Linked DNA regions of Mus musculus: regions 1, 2, 3 and 5 are each linked to region 4. The links are chromatin contacts, called in public Hi-C and promoter capture Hi-C maps. All regions are on one chromosome and are shown on one strand. The core of a region is the stretch at or near the end of the contact, and the rest is flanking DNA. Distances in the headings are between cores, read along the strand shown.

Region 1 (2,700 bases), core at 48-2,547, 1.7 Mb after region 4:
CCCATTTGCCAAGTCTTCTGAGGTCAACAACCCCTTTATCACACAACTCCCTCATCTGCAGTCTCTTAAGTCATCTAGCCCAATTTATACTCCTCAGATACTCTTGGTGTGAGGCATGGTGACCATGAAGGAGGCTATACAGCATTAAAGAAACTCCCTTTCATCTCTCGGCAGGTATCAATTGCCAGTAACTCTCAGTTAGAGGGGGGACTTCCTGGCCACCTCTCTCCTTACATAAGGCAATGTTATCTGCCTTGAGCTTCAGGATTTAAGGCTATATTTTAAAGGACTGCATGAAAAAGCAAACATCCAGAGTTTTGTTGCAATCTTCCAGGAAGAGCTAACACCATTTATATTTATAGTTGTTCTGAGTATGGACCACAGTATGTAAGCATTCCTAAACTGCTATATATATATGTAAGACTGCGTCTTTTCTGCTACCCACAAGGTATCTCTTTTTCCCTCAGGTTTATATCCTATCCTTTAAGGGTGCTTGATGAGTGGGATTTACACTTGTTCTTCTCAATCTTCAGTAACCAGCAGTGTGTCTGATACAGCACATTTAGCAGTTGCCTGATAAGATTGGTGTGAAGAACAATGAGACTTCCCTATTGGACTCAGTCTTCCCTTGTTCCCCCAGCCTCTTTATTCTCTGCTAACTTGTCTACAGAAGTTTTTCTGTTTTGTCCTTAAACTATCAAAGCTCATAGCATTTTCTGTTGATGTTTGGTTGTAATTTTAATTTTTTCAAATTTTATTTTTAATAATGGTTCTTAAACACCTTAACTTCCCCTGTAGCCCACCACCCACCAGAGGTAGCAGCGGGGCTGGGGGGGTGGGGGTGGGGTAAGGATACAGGGAACTGGACCTGTTTAGAAATGTTCTTTGGAGCAAATCCTGTCTGGGTTGTCTGGAAATCTGAAGTTCAGTTCACAGGTTAGCAGCCGATCCACTTGCAAACACTTCAAGGATACAACAGCAGTCTAGTTCAGTAGAGTCGGATAGCAAACACAAATCAGCAGTGGTGGCACTACCTAGCAAAGACCGGAAGTCTTTAGCCTAGGCAGGAGTCAGCAGGAGGGACCCAGCGGGATGCCAAGAACTTGGCCATGCCTCACTCAGGGAAGCTAAGATCAGAGAAGAGGAAAGACCAACAAGCATTCCACCGCTAGCTCTATAAGCAAGCCAAGCTCAGCCTCCTGCAATGTCTGTAGACTCCTATTTATACCCATCAATCATCACATGTCTTCCAGGGTTCTTGCCTTTGCACATGTGCCTGTCACACCTGATATCACTCTGCCAATCAGGCCCAGTGTCAAAAAAGTACAGCATACCACCAGTTTTTGTTTCATTTTCGGTGCATTTCTCTCTATGGTGTCCTGAAAAATGCAGCTAAACTGTGCAATGTAAGGCAGACCAAAACATGTATTTCACAAAGGATCCTTCATCACATGTTCTTCCACATGCTTGTTTTAGCAGAACATCCTTTCACCTGTGTCTCCTTCAGCGAATCATTCTTTCACATGTTTGCCCCACCAAAACACCAACAGACTTTCCAAAGAACCCTTAAATTTCCACTTCCTGTGTTCTTGCTGTCTATTGTAATGTTAAGTGCAGACCCCAGGCCCTTGGTCTTGCAAAGATTGCCCCAGTACAGGGGAATGACAAGGCCAGGAAGTGGGAGTGGGTGGGTTGGGGAGCAGGGCAGTGCGAGGTTATAGGAGAGTTTTGGGATAGCACTTGAAATGTAAATAAAGAAAATATCTAATTAAAAAAAGAGGTTAACAGCCAATAGCTGGGCATAAGAGACTTAGGTGAGGTTTAGGCTTCTGGGGCTTGGGGTCAGAGGAGAACCATGAGGAAAGTAGAAGGTGAGGAGGAGAGAAGCCACCATGGGTTAGGTTAATCATGAGATCATGGCCCCACTGCCTGGCCAGTTCGAGGTAAGAGCAGCCCAGATGAAACAGTAAGAAGTCACTTGCAGTTACTGATAGGAAAGTAGTAGATTCTAATAGCTCTGATCTGCTCTTGTGATGCTTCAGGTTTATTGTAAATATAGTTTGTATATGTCTTTTATCTGGCAACTAAATGACCTTTTGGTATAAACCCTGAACTGGCATTTACAATTTCTACAACTATTTAAAGACTCACTCCCTTTCTCCCTTATTTTTTTTTCTTTTTTTACTGGATATTTTCTTTATTTACATTTCAAATGTTATCCCCTTTTCCTGTCTGCCCCTCCCAGAAACCCCTTATCCCATCCCCCCTCCCTCTTCTTCTATGAGGGTGTTCCTCCACCCACCCACCCAAACCCACCTGGTTCCCCTGCACTAGGGAACCTTCATAAGACCAAGGACCACTCCTCCCATTGATGTATAACAAGGCCATCCTCTGCTACATATGTAGCTGGAGCCATGTGTACTCCTTTTTTGATGACTCAGTCCCTGGGAGTTCTGGGGGATCTGACTGGTTGATATTGTTGTTCATTCTATGGGGTTGCAAACCTCTTTACCTCCTACAGTCCTTTCGCTAACTCCTCTATTGGAGACCCCATGCTCAGTCCAATGGTTGGCTGCGAACCTCCACCTTTGTACTTCTAAGGCTCTGGCAGGGCCTCTCAGTAGACAGCCATATCAGGCTCCATTCAGCATGTACTTCTTGGTATCCACAAAAGTGTATGGGTTTGGTAACTGTATATGG
Region 2 (2,700 bases), core at 179-2,678, 1.5 Mb after region 4:
TGAATCACTAGATTTGCTCTGAAAATCTATTATTGATTCATGTTTTCTTTCAACAACTTTTTATTAAGTATAGTTTATGCTGAGTAGCAATGATGAAAATATTTCCATGGTCTGTTCATGTCAAAAGCACAGTAGCAATCATGTTAGCTCAGTGACTGGGATATTTCACAGTCAGCTACCTGGGTATTCCCAAGTGCATGATTAAAACATTAGAAAAAGGAAATAAAACAAATAAAGCTGTTAGCATACCATATTAAGGAAATCACAGATAGTTCAAGTATATGCTTATAATTTGATTTTGTTATGATTCCTTATGCCATCATGTGTGTTAAGTCCTAACTCTTTTCTCTACTGTTAGTCTTCAATTCTCTCCTTGCCTTCCTCCTGTAAGAAAGCCGTGATAGGGATTGAGCAGTGATGGCAAATGAAAGGGTGTGTGTGTGAGGATGAAATAATCTCACACAATATTTCCTCTTTGAGTGCTAAATGTCTTTAATTGAATCCATTCTTATGTACTGAAAGTTCCCTGAGATGAACAAAAGTAGTTATCTCTCAAATCTGAAGCCCTTTTGATACTGAACATTTCTCTAACTGGGCAAGCATTTAGGAAACACAAAGCAGAGGGTGAAGAATCAATGCAAAGACATTAAAAGGCACTACTCAATGCATGTAAGAGATAGACATCAATGCATGCAAAAGTGAATGGCTAAGCTGTGCTTGCTGTGGCCAAAATGTTGTTTAAACACATCTTTTTTTCCCTTCTTAAAATTTCAGTCAAGATGGTATGCTGCTGCTTTCAGATACATACTTTGAATGAGTGCCAAGATAGAATTTACTTGCCAGAATTTACTTGCAACCTCTGGATTTCTAAGGAATTCATGTTAGCTGTTGGTGGGAACACAGATCTGCATAGAGTTCAAAATAAGTTTTATATATTATCCAATGATCACACATCCAGTGTATTAGACTTTCAATTTAACATCTACATAACACATATTTAACACTTTTTATTAAATGTATTGAATTGCGAAATAAAAATGAAATTTAATGATAAAGGTATATACTGGTTATGAAATGCCCATATCCATTCTCTTTTCCTTTCTGATAGATACATGGATTCTCAGAAACTGTTATTTTTATCCTGAGATTCTATCACTGTTTTAAAAAACACTGCAGCTAATATTAAAAATTTGGTAACTGTACTACATGACTATCCTTGTCCAGAATATGAATACATATATAATATATATGTATACCTTTGCTGTGCTCTTCATTCATTTTAGATTGCCTGACTTAGAAAAACAAAACATACACATTTTTCATGCCATTTCTGCTTTCTTCTGATTGCCTTCCCCAAGAAACAGGAAGTCATGTTAAATTGCTGCAGGCAAAAGCAGAAGTAAGAATATAGTTCTGCTTTCAAAAGAAACAGAAAGCCTGGCCACCAGTCAATTCAGTCACGTATGTAAGTCAGTAAGTCACTCTATGAGTAAGTTCATGTTGTTTTAAAAAATGCAGTCATAATGGAACTGTACTTAACTACAGAAAAATCCTTGTTAACTGAATTCATTTGACGTATTGTTGATGTGTTATTGTTAAACTGCTTTGAATTAATTACCTGTTATGAAAACAACACTCAGTTAATCATCTTATTTTGTGGAGAGAAATTTTAAAATAATAGTAAGTGCTTCATATTGATCTCTGCACCTGAATAGCCAAGAAGATTTTACTGAATGAGAAGTCTCATTTCAGCTACTTCAATCCAACAATCTACCTGGCCATGGATTTCCACAAAATTATGATGAAATGTCAAAGAAGTAAATTAAAAGTAATGTTTGAACTTGAAATTTTTAACTGTGTAGAGCTGAGTTTCCTATTAACTTCATATAAATGTGTTCATGTTAATAATATATTCTCTTTATAACAGGAGAGTGGCTTACTGTGTAGGAACATGATATAATCTTTGGTACCAAGAGTGAAACTTTTCTGCTATTTTTACCATTTTTCAAATATCACTCCTTCATAATAGTCTACTAATATCGAGTGGTATAGTTTGGCTGGTACCCACTACACCATTGATCTATAATCCAGAGATTTAGAGTTGTGCAAAGTAAAACAAACAAACAAACGAACAAGCATAAGTTTGGTGTGACTGTTGTTTAAAAATATATAAGGACTTTAGAAAGGACTGTTTGATGTTCGTTTTTCTCATTCACATGTGTTTCCCATTTCTGTATCTCAAATGAATTTCTAAGCACCCAAACCCAAACCAAAATAAATGTCAGAAGACAAACAAGAAATATAAGCAAAACGTAAACATGACCATTCTCAGTGTCCTGACTGAAAGCGTTTCCTCAAGTTGCTTCATGTCATGGATTTCACTGCTTGAACTCTCTCCTTCTTCATTTCTACTAAGGATGTTTTCAAGTCCCAAGGGCTGAGCTGTGCTCCTGGGTTCCTCTTCCAGTGTGCTTGGCATTACAGTGGCTGCCCCACAGTGATGAACATGTTTGCTTTGCTAACTGATGTTGAGTGCACTGTTGAATCTTGTAAACACTACTGATAATACATTCAAACTGTATTCTTCATGGAAGTGGCACTTACTAGGACCCTTGAAGTCAGAATATGTTGTAGTCAGAGCACTTTGCAGGTTTTTCATCAGCTGGTGGTGAATTCACACAGACTTCCATTTCAGCTACT
Region 3 (2,700 bases), core at 128-2,627, 1.3 Mb after region 4:
AAGGTTTATTTCAGCTCATGGTTTGAGCATACAGTCCATCCTGGAGTGGGAAGGCATGTGTGGCAAGGACAATTCTCAACTCCAGTTGCAGAAGGAGAGGGTTGCTTGCTGCTGACATCTGAGATGATGAGAGAGCAGAGAGATAAAGGGAACACAGGCCAGATCATAAAAATGTAAGGTTTCTCTTTTAGTCTTCCTATTACAGTAAGACTCCAGCTCCTTAGGCAAGTGTAGGAGGCATAGAGGGCCTTGTGTTCTGTCTCCAAAGGGATAACCCATTTTCCACCCAGGAGATGGAGGACAGATGTGGTTAATAGCCTGGTGAACTTTGTACTATCTTTGTGGTGGAAATCACACTGAATCCTCCCCCCACAACTGTGATTAGGAAAGTTTCTTTGTGGATCTGCTATAATGTTCTCAGTGCACATTTGTATACCTTGGTGAGTCTTTAAAATCAGATCTTCTTACTTCACAGGAGAAAAAAAAAAGTGCATCATTACCATCAGAGCATCCCTGTAAAGTTTCAAAAGCAGGTTGAACGCTATTCTTTGTACTGGAGCATCAAAATGCTGCAAGCAACACTCTGATCTCAGGGTTTTTATTGCTGGTGATGATGCATGAAGTGGAATGCACATAGCTTGATTTTTTGAGTAAGTTGTTAAACTTGAACTTCTGACTATATTATTTTTAAAAAGAGGAACTTAGCTACTGAGTGGATATGACTGGAAAGTTACTGATGGGGAAGGAAACTAGATGTGCTAGTTTTTATAAAGCCACTTGTTTTTGAAATATTAAACTTTAAGCTGAAAGAGAAAGAGCAAACTGCATGGAAATGTTCAAAGGAAATGTAGAATCATCTTTGAATATGGTTCAACAGTCATCTCTTTGACGATGTTTCCAGTAAATAGTAATTGATCACCTGAAATAAGGAACAGGTGGTTGATGGGCATAAAATTGGCACACTCAAATGTTATATGACATAATAACGCATATATAATAACAATATCTTATTTGCAGATATATTTTTCTCATACAATATATCTTAATTATAGTTGCCTTGCTCTCCTCCTTATAGCTCTTCCCCATGTCCCCTCCCCTCCAGATTCATTCCCTTCTGTCTCTCATTAGAAAAGAACAGGCTTCTAAGAAATAATGATCAAACATGAGAAAATAAAATATAATATGATGAAGCAAAATCTATCATGTTGATAGTTAGACATGGCAACCCAAAAAATGTACAACAGTCATAGACTTGCTTGCATTTACATTCAAGAGTCTCATAAAAATACTAAGCTAGTAGCTGTGATATATACACAGAGAACCTAGTTCAGGTCCCTACAGGCTCTGTGTTTGCTGCTTCATCTCTGAACTCATATGGACCTTGCTCAGTTGATTCAGAAGGCCTTATTATCCTGGTGTCCTCTGTCTCCTCTGGATTTACAAGACTGTAAGTCTACTGCCACTTTCATGAGAATCCATGAGTTCAGAGAGGAGAGATTTGACAAAGACCTTTGAATAGACTATCTCCACAGATGGCTGGCTGTGGGTCTCCACATCTGTTCCCATGTGCTGTCAGAGAAAACCTTTCTGATGCAAGGCACTGACCTATGTGTATAGCAGAATATTATTAGGATTCTTTTAATTGAATTTTTAAAACCACTAGTGTTTGGTTTTACTCCAAGTGTTTGGGCTATCTACTTTCTGTTTCTAGGTTACCAGATTAGTGTAGAGTATGGGTTCTCTATTGTGGAGTCAAATCTAACATCAATTGCTTACTTCCACAGGTTCTGTGCCACCATTGCCCTAGCATATTTTGGAGGCATGTCAGATTGTTGGTCAGAGGTTTTATGGTTGGGTTGCTGTCCACAGTTCTCATTTGGTAGCCTACAGAGTACCTTCTCACAGCAAAGAGACTAGAACTTTGAAATGAAGGCTCCATGTAGGCACCAGCTTTACTTCACCATATTTAATGTGTTATGTGTATGTTGTTCTCAGCAGTAGGGCCCTGCTCTCAGTTTGTGGATAGCAACCATTTGTCTCAGCACTAGCCTGGGATGTTTGGTGATTTTCATCGGCTATCCTAGGCCAACAATTCAATTGTATGCAACCTCGTTTAACGCCCAGAAGTCCTGCCTAGCTACAAGTTGAGACTTTATATCCCCCATTAATAGGAGTCTTTATTAGAAATACTTATATTTTCTAAGAAGATTCAATTGCCGTATATTTTCAGACAATCCCCTAAAACTTTTATCCAATTCTAGCTGTCTATCCCTGCACTCTCTTCCTCAACCCCATCTCTCCCCTACCCAATTTTCCAACTCCTTTTTTCATTCACTCCAGTATACCTGTAAAATCTATTATTTTTCTTCCCAGAGAGATTGATACATTCCCCTAGAACTCTCTGGGTCTACAAATTGTAGTTGGTTATCATTTAATTAATAGCTAATATCCCCTTCTAAGTGAATACATTATCTTTATCTTTCTGTGTCTGGCTTACCTCACTTGGGATGATTTTTAGGAATCAATTCGCATGTAAACTTCATGATGTCATTTTTTTAACAGCTAAGCAATACTCTATTGCATTAATGTAGCACATTTTCTTTGTCCATTCTTCTGTTGAAGGTTATCTAGGGTATTTTCAGTTTCTGGCTCTTATAAGTAAACTCTCAATGAATATGGTTGAGTAGGTGTACTTATGGT
Region 4 (2,700 bases), core at 150-2,649:
ACAGTAGGCCTGCATAAATACATCTGTATCTCCATATTGTCTCATCAAAGCTTCATTTGCGGACATGCCCAGTGTGCCAGGTCACCAGAGTGAGTCATAGTCCCCTTTCTGTCTCAGTTGCTTCTCTCCAATGACACATAATCCTTCCGACTTTGCTCCGTGGGTTTCCTGACAAGGTTTCCCCAAGGGACATCTTTCACCCTAGGGCCTCAGACCATCTACCATGTTCAGGTCTGTTTCCTCCATCCAGTCTTGACAGCAAACCATGGGCTATCTTAAGAGGGTACGTGGAGGGAAAATGTCCCTGGCTTCCCAACCAGCCTTAGCCTGCAACCCAGGAGAGGGCCTGTGGTGGTAAGCACCCAGCACCCAGCTCCCAGTCCCATCCTGTTTTCACGGTAGTGAAGAGGCTGGGGTGAAGGTGACTGGGACGTCATATGAGCAAAGGAACATCATTGCAGGTCAAAGATGTTAAGGCAGCACAAGAGTATAAGCTTGTCTAGGCCACAATTCCATGCGCCGCAGGTGTAGCTCTGACCTAGGAGTTTGTTGACATCCAGGAGAAACAAAGTTCCCTCTGGTCCCAGGACCAGGTTCTCAGTGAAGGTTGGCTCAGTCCAGAGGGTGGGCAGGGGCCAAGGGGTACAGGGTAGTGAGGAGTAAGGAGTACAGGGAGCTGTGTTTTCACTGTGAGGAATTTGAGCAGGATTCCTGGACCTCTCCGTTTCACACACCCCCCACCCCCAGGATGCTATGAGGCCAGGGATATGAACTCGGGAGTCCCCCAGAAATGCTAGCACGGGAAGCTTGTCCATGAGGGTAGACAGCTGATTATACTCTTGGATCTTCAGTCATCTATACAGTGTGTAGGGCAGGCTCCATGTAGGGATGTCCCCAACCATAGAAAAACATAGAGAAAGGCCAAGGATACCAGGGCCTGCCAGAATCCTGAAGCAGTGGCTGAGGTCAGAGCTCTGTTCAGACCTACCATCGCTTCACAGAGAGGGACACAGAAGATCAACTGACGTTAGATAAATGTTCTGTCTGTCTAAAAGCAAGGAGGGGGTGGATTTTGAGCCCCAGGGGGCATTTCACCTGTAAAACCCACCTAAAGCCAATCTGTGTAACCAGGAGCCAATCCGTGTAACCAGGGACACAGGTGTTCCTCCCCTCCAGTAATAGGAACCGAGGGTGAACGTTTCTTCAAGCCCTGCCCCAGCCACCAACCCCAATTGATCCCACATCCCTAGGAGCCACATACCTAGAAGCCACCCTGATTGCCAGCTCAACTGCAGCACAGCCCAAGTGAATGACCAGGGTACCTGCCGGACCCACATGCCCAGAGCCCCTGGCAGTGTCGCCTTCAGTAGCAGTCTCCTCTTCCTCCTCCCCGCTGCTCAGGCAGAGTTGTCTGTAGCGGAAAGGAAACTGTCCCAGGTCATGTTGGAGGGAGGAGACCTGTTCTTGGCTCCCGCCCCCTCTTCCTCCACCTCCACAAGGGTGGGAGAACAGGCAACTAGAGGTGGGGGAGGGGCATGGAAGGGGGAGGGGAGTGGGAGGGAACGATGCCTGGGAGGAGCAGGTAAGGGACTAGTGAGAGATTGGGGAGCAGAGAGGGGGGGTTCTCTCTGACTAGCTGTCCTTGCCTCTTGTCCTGCTATGGGGTCCTCTCCATTTCTAGCCCCTCTTGTGGGTAGGTTTGGTCTTTTCCATTCCTGGTACCCCGATCGAGCCTTAGCTCCCAGGGCTGAGAGAGACTGAAACTAGGGCCAGACTCTTGTCCCTTTGGAGGGTGGGTGTCGAGGCCTGGCTTTGGTACCTATGGCCGCAGCGAGGGCAAGCTGGACCCTCCCCTACCTTGTCTGCCATGCGTGGCCTTGAATGCCCTGAGCTATGCCTTAGTCCTTTACTACTGAGGAGCAAGAGCCCAGCTATCCCACATGCTCCCGTTTGATGGGTCAGAGGAGGCCTCGAAGGGCTATAGTGAACATTTCCTAGGACCCGAGACGATGCCTTTCCTCTCCAGACACCCCTGTAGGTTCAGAAAGACCCTGGGCCTGGTCTTGCTTTCTCTTAAGGCTTTTCTTCCTTTCAAGATGCTGGATCTGCTGCCCGGATCTCACTGTTTTCTCTGCTTCTATAGTTGTCTTAGGTTTGCTAGCTCTGCTGCCCTGCATCTTTCTCTTCCCCTGAGAAAAACCTAACACCAGGCTGGGGTAGACTCAATTTCTAGGTCTTTCCCAGTCAACTTTCCTCAGTCCCTAGGAGGTGGAGGCCCACCTCACCTCCTGCTTGTCTCTCTGGGATTAGGTGGGGTGGGCCGACTTGTGTGCATGCATAGTACCTGGCTGGCTAGTCATTTCTGGGGCATTCTGATGATTTAATCATTCTGCTCTCTGTGTTTCGCCACAGTGAATGGGAAAAAAAGGGAAAACGAAACTGCTAATATTAGCAATGAGATGTGTGGGTCTCACCACCCTAAAATAGGCAGCCCGCCTGGAAACCATCTGGCAACTGCCTCAGCCACCCAGGTTCAGAGGCACTAGCTTGGTGGGGAAGGAAACATTACTTTGAACAGCACAGAAATGGAAAAAGAGTGTGAGGCACAGACTGGCCGCCTCCAGTCTCAGCATGGGGCCTGTGGGCAGAAGCTAGGGGGATCCCCTCCCCACGCCTGGCTGTTACAGAGCCTCCTTTATA
Region 5 (2,700 bases), core at 195-2,694, 1.5 Mb after region 4:
CATACTACAGTTACATGTATGTGCTTAGGAGGTGAACATTGCCCTTGCCACCATCAGCAAATCCTCTGCTCTCTCTGGTATTAATGAGTATTAGAACCTAATTGTTTATAGCAGATCTGCCTGGGAATAAACTCAAAGGCTTCTAGCCCTCTTTACTGACCAGCACAGAAGATGGAAAAATACTTTATGCTACATTACAACAACTCGTGAAGATTAGAATAAAACTCAGCAATGCTAACTAGAAATTTAGTTTATGTTATTCAATCTGTTATTAACATGAGCTCTGCTCAATACAAAACTGGCTAAGGATGTTCAGAATAAATCATTGAGGAAAATCTCAATATATACAATGTTTGAATGATCTTTCTACAAGAATATCATATTATATTTTTATATTATTATCTTAAGGTAGATTGTCATTATATCTCCCAGACTATCCTGGGATTCACGATTTTCCTGACTTTCCCTCCTGAGGATAGAGATTACAGTGGTCGCCCCTACACTCTGTTCCATTAGTATTGAAAAACCTGGATGGTTTCAGAACTCGAAGAGCATATGTTATAAAATAATTAGAAGAGAGTTCTAGGGGTTTCTCTTCCAATTCCATATATATCCTCCGGATTGATATATGATCTTCTTTTTATGATAACATTGCTGAAGACGTAGGGCCTGATAAAATGTATTACTTTGAAGTCATGCTTTAAAAAATACATCACAATTTAAAATACCGTTACTGTTTTTTATATATGCCCGAAATTATGTGATACTATCTACATTCAACCAGTTTTGCATGTCCAAATAAAATTTAGTAATCTAAATTGAAAAAAGTTAAGTGTGTAACAAGTTCATAACTTAATCTCACTGTCTCATTGTTTTAAAATATAGGCACCTTTCGGCTGTCATGATAATTCTCCAGGGAAATAATACATTAAACAGGATTTAAGACATTAACACTTCTCAGTCCCTGAGGAGTAAACATTTTGATTTCTAGATGTTGGAGATTCTCACCCTTTTTTTAAATAAACAATGTCACTAGAGTCCCCTGATTCTTTCCTAGGCTAGCTGCTACTTCACGGGAAACCTTCTCAAAGTGTCTAGCTAGAAGACAGACTAGGTGGTACCTCTTTCATTGGCTTCACTGTTATCATGATAAAACAATGAACCAACTTGGAGGAAAAGGATTTGTTTTTAGCTTACTGTACATCATTTCTATCAAAATGGTAGTCAGGGCAGGAATTCAGGTCAGGAACTGAAGTGAAAAACCATGGAGAAATGCTCTCTTCTGGCTTGGTCTCTCCGACTTGCTCAGGTTGCTTTCTTAGACAACCCAAGACTCACTGTCTTCCTGTTCAGGAGCAGAAGCACTCACAGTGGACAGGCCCCTTCACCATCAACTACGATTGAAAAAAGTACCCACAGGCCAAACAGAGGAGCAATTTCTCAATTGATGTTTCCTCTTTTCAGGTGACTCTATTTTCTGTCAAGTTGACGAAACCTAACCATTGCAGTACCTTACCTCCTTTCAGTCATTTACAAGGTATTTATAAACATAATACCTTCATTCTGCTTATTCAGAAACAGGTGGGCCTCTCTTGTCTGAAATGTTATACCAGAGGGATCAGCATCCTTCCTGGAACAGAGCAGGTGTTTAAGCCTAGCTCTGAGGGGATAAGAGAATAAATGAGTACCACCCTGACAGTGGAGTCATAGCAGCTGGTATGTTAATCAGTTGGTGAAGAATTGTGATAAAGCTTTTGCTAGGCTAGCACTTGCCTTATCTGTTGCAAATCACTCTGTTTGATTGTTATTGAAGATGAAATCTTTTTGACACCAGTCTTTTCCCATGTTGTCACTTTGGCTTTTATCCTCATTCTTATGACCTATACTTTATCAGTTCTCCTGCCCACAAACATTAATCTATAACTTCAAAACTCTATATATGGGGATTTACAAGAGCCACATAATCAAGATCATTGTTTGTCAAAGGAAGTTTTCACACTAATATTTCAATAACTCTTTGTGGGAGTCAACATTACTATTTTTAGACAAAGGACTTACATATTCCATATTTCTTTTTTATTAATCATTTTATTCATTTACATTTCAAATGATATCCCCCTTCCTGGTTACTCCTCTGCAACCCCCCTCTCCCCCCTCCCCTTTGCCTCTATGAGGGTGCTCCTCCACCCATTCACCCACTCCTGCCTCACTGCTCTAGCATCCCCCTACGCTGGGGCATCAAGCTGCCACAGGACCAAGGGCCTCCTCTCCCATTGATGTCAGATAAGATCGTCCTCTGCTACATATGTGGCTGGAGCCCTGGATCCCTCCATGTATACTCTTTGGTTGTTGGTTTTGTCTCTGGGAACTCTGGGTGGTCCAGTTAGTTAATATTGTTCTTCCTATGGGGTTGCAATTTATATTTCTTTATGTGTGTATACATGCTTGTGTTGTGAGAAGTGGACTTGCTCTCATCTCTTAGAGTCTATATTCTCACGGAGAAAATAAACAAGGAAACAAAATCCACTGCCTATTTTAATATAATCATTATGTAGAGATCATGTCAGCAGATTAATTACCATGATCTGCATGCACTTTGGTTTCTTTTTCTTTGTTATGTTTCTTTTCAATCTTTACTAAGTACACAGTACATTATATAAAGTTGAAATTTTGACCTTATATATGTCTTTAATGCATCCT

Evidence for each region. Promoter capture Hi-C pulls out the DNA fragments that hold promoters and counts their contacts. A called contact is a pair of places that touch in the nucleus more often than the background predicts.
Region 1: a contact with region 4 is called in a promoter capture Hi-C map of embryonic stem cells, with 7 times the contacts expected there. The contact joins the enhancer-like site here to the promoter of Pdcd1 in region 4. A contact is called at or near these places in 2 of 39 promoter capture datasets (embryonic stem cells and hippocampal neurons) and 2 of 115 datasets of contacts at active chromatin or transcription factors (embryonic stem cells and large pre-B cells).
Region 2: a contact with region 4 is called in a promoter capture Hi-C map of the HPC-7 cell line, with 6 times the contacts expected there. The contact joins the enhancer-like site here to the promoter of Pdcd1 in region 4. A contact is called at or near these places in 5 of 39 promoter capture datasets (the C10 cell line, the HPC-7 cell line, cranial neural crest and 2 more) and 1 of 9 other capture datasets (macrophages).
Region 3: a Hi-C map of bone marrow-derived macrophages shows a contact between it and region 4, with 12 read pairs. The contact joins the enhancer-like site here to the promoter of Pdcd1 in region 4. A contact is called at or near these places in 3 of 39 promoter capture datasets (the C10 cell line, cranial neural crest and hippocampal neurons) and 1 of 484 Hi-C or Micro-C datasets (bone marrow-derived macrophages).
Region 5: a contact with region 4 is called in a promoter capture Hi-C map of hematopoietic stem and progenitor cells, with 6 times the contacts expected there. The contact joins the enhancer-like site here to the promoter of Pdcd1 in region 4. A contact is called at or near these places in 7 of 39 promoter capture datasets (the C10 cell line, the HPC-7 cell line, cranial neural crest and 4 more).

The regions. Positions count from the first base shown.
Region 1 is chr1:95,753,159-95,755,858 of GRCm38.p6, forward strand. No RefSeq gene overlaps it. Among named protein-coding and RNA genes, the nearest start is that of 4930598F16Rik, 38 kb to the left of the region's middle. Within about 2 kb of position 1,298, at least 17 of the 459 cell types and tissues checked have an H3K27ac peak or open chromatin away from gene starts, as enhancers often do. A contact at or near this core is called in embryonic stem cells, where this site is marked.
Region 2 is chr1:95,588,868-95,591,567 of GRCm38.p6, forward strand. St8sia4 (ST8 alpha-N-acetyl-neuraminide alpha-2,8-sialyltransferase 4) reads right to left here. Exons shown (of 5, transcript NM_009183.2): 5 at 1-2,700. Among named protein-coding and RNA genes, the nearest start is that of St8sia4, 77 kb to the right of the region's middle. Within about 2 kb of position 1,429, at least 85 of the 459 cell types and tissues checked have an H3K27ac peak or open chromatin away from gene starts, as enhancers often do. A contact at or near this core is called in the HPC-7 cell line, macrophages and pre-B cells, where this site is marked.
Region 3 is chr1:95,380,519-95,383,218 of GRCm38.p6, forward strand. No RefSeq gene overlaps it. Among named protein-coding and RNA genes, the nearest start is that of Fam174a, 68 kb to the left of the region's middle. Within about 2 kb of position 1,378, at least 18 of the 459 cell types and tissues checked have an H3K27ac peak or open chromatin away from gene starts, as enhancers often do. A contact at or near this core is called in bone marrow-derived macrophages, where this site is marked.
Region 4 is chr1:94,051,154-94,053,853 of GRCm38.p6, forward strand. It overlaps Pdcd1 (programmed cell death 1), which reads right to left and starts at 1,400. Exons shown (of 5, transcript NM_008798.2): 1 at 1,262-1,400. The coding sequence starts at 1,337.
Region 5 is chr1:95,529,822-95,532,521 of GRCm38.p6, forward strand. No RefSeq gene overlaps it. Among named protein-coding and RNA genes, the nearest start is that of St8sia4, 140 kb to the right of the region's middle. Within about 2 kb of position 1,445, at least 11 of the 459 cell types and tissues checked have an H3K27ac peak or open chromatin away from gene starts, as enhancers often do. A contact at or near this core is called in hematopoietic stem and progenitor cells, where this site is marked.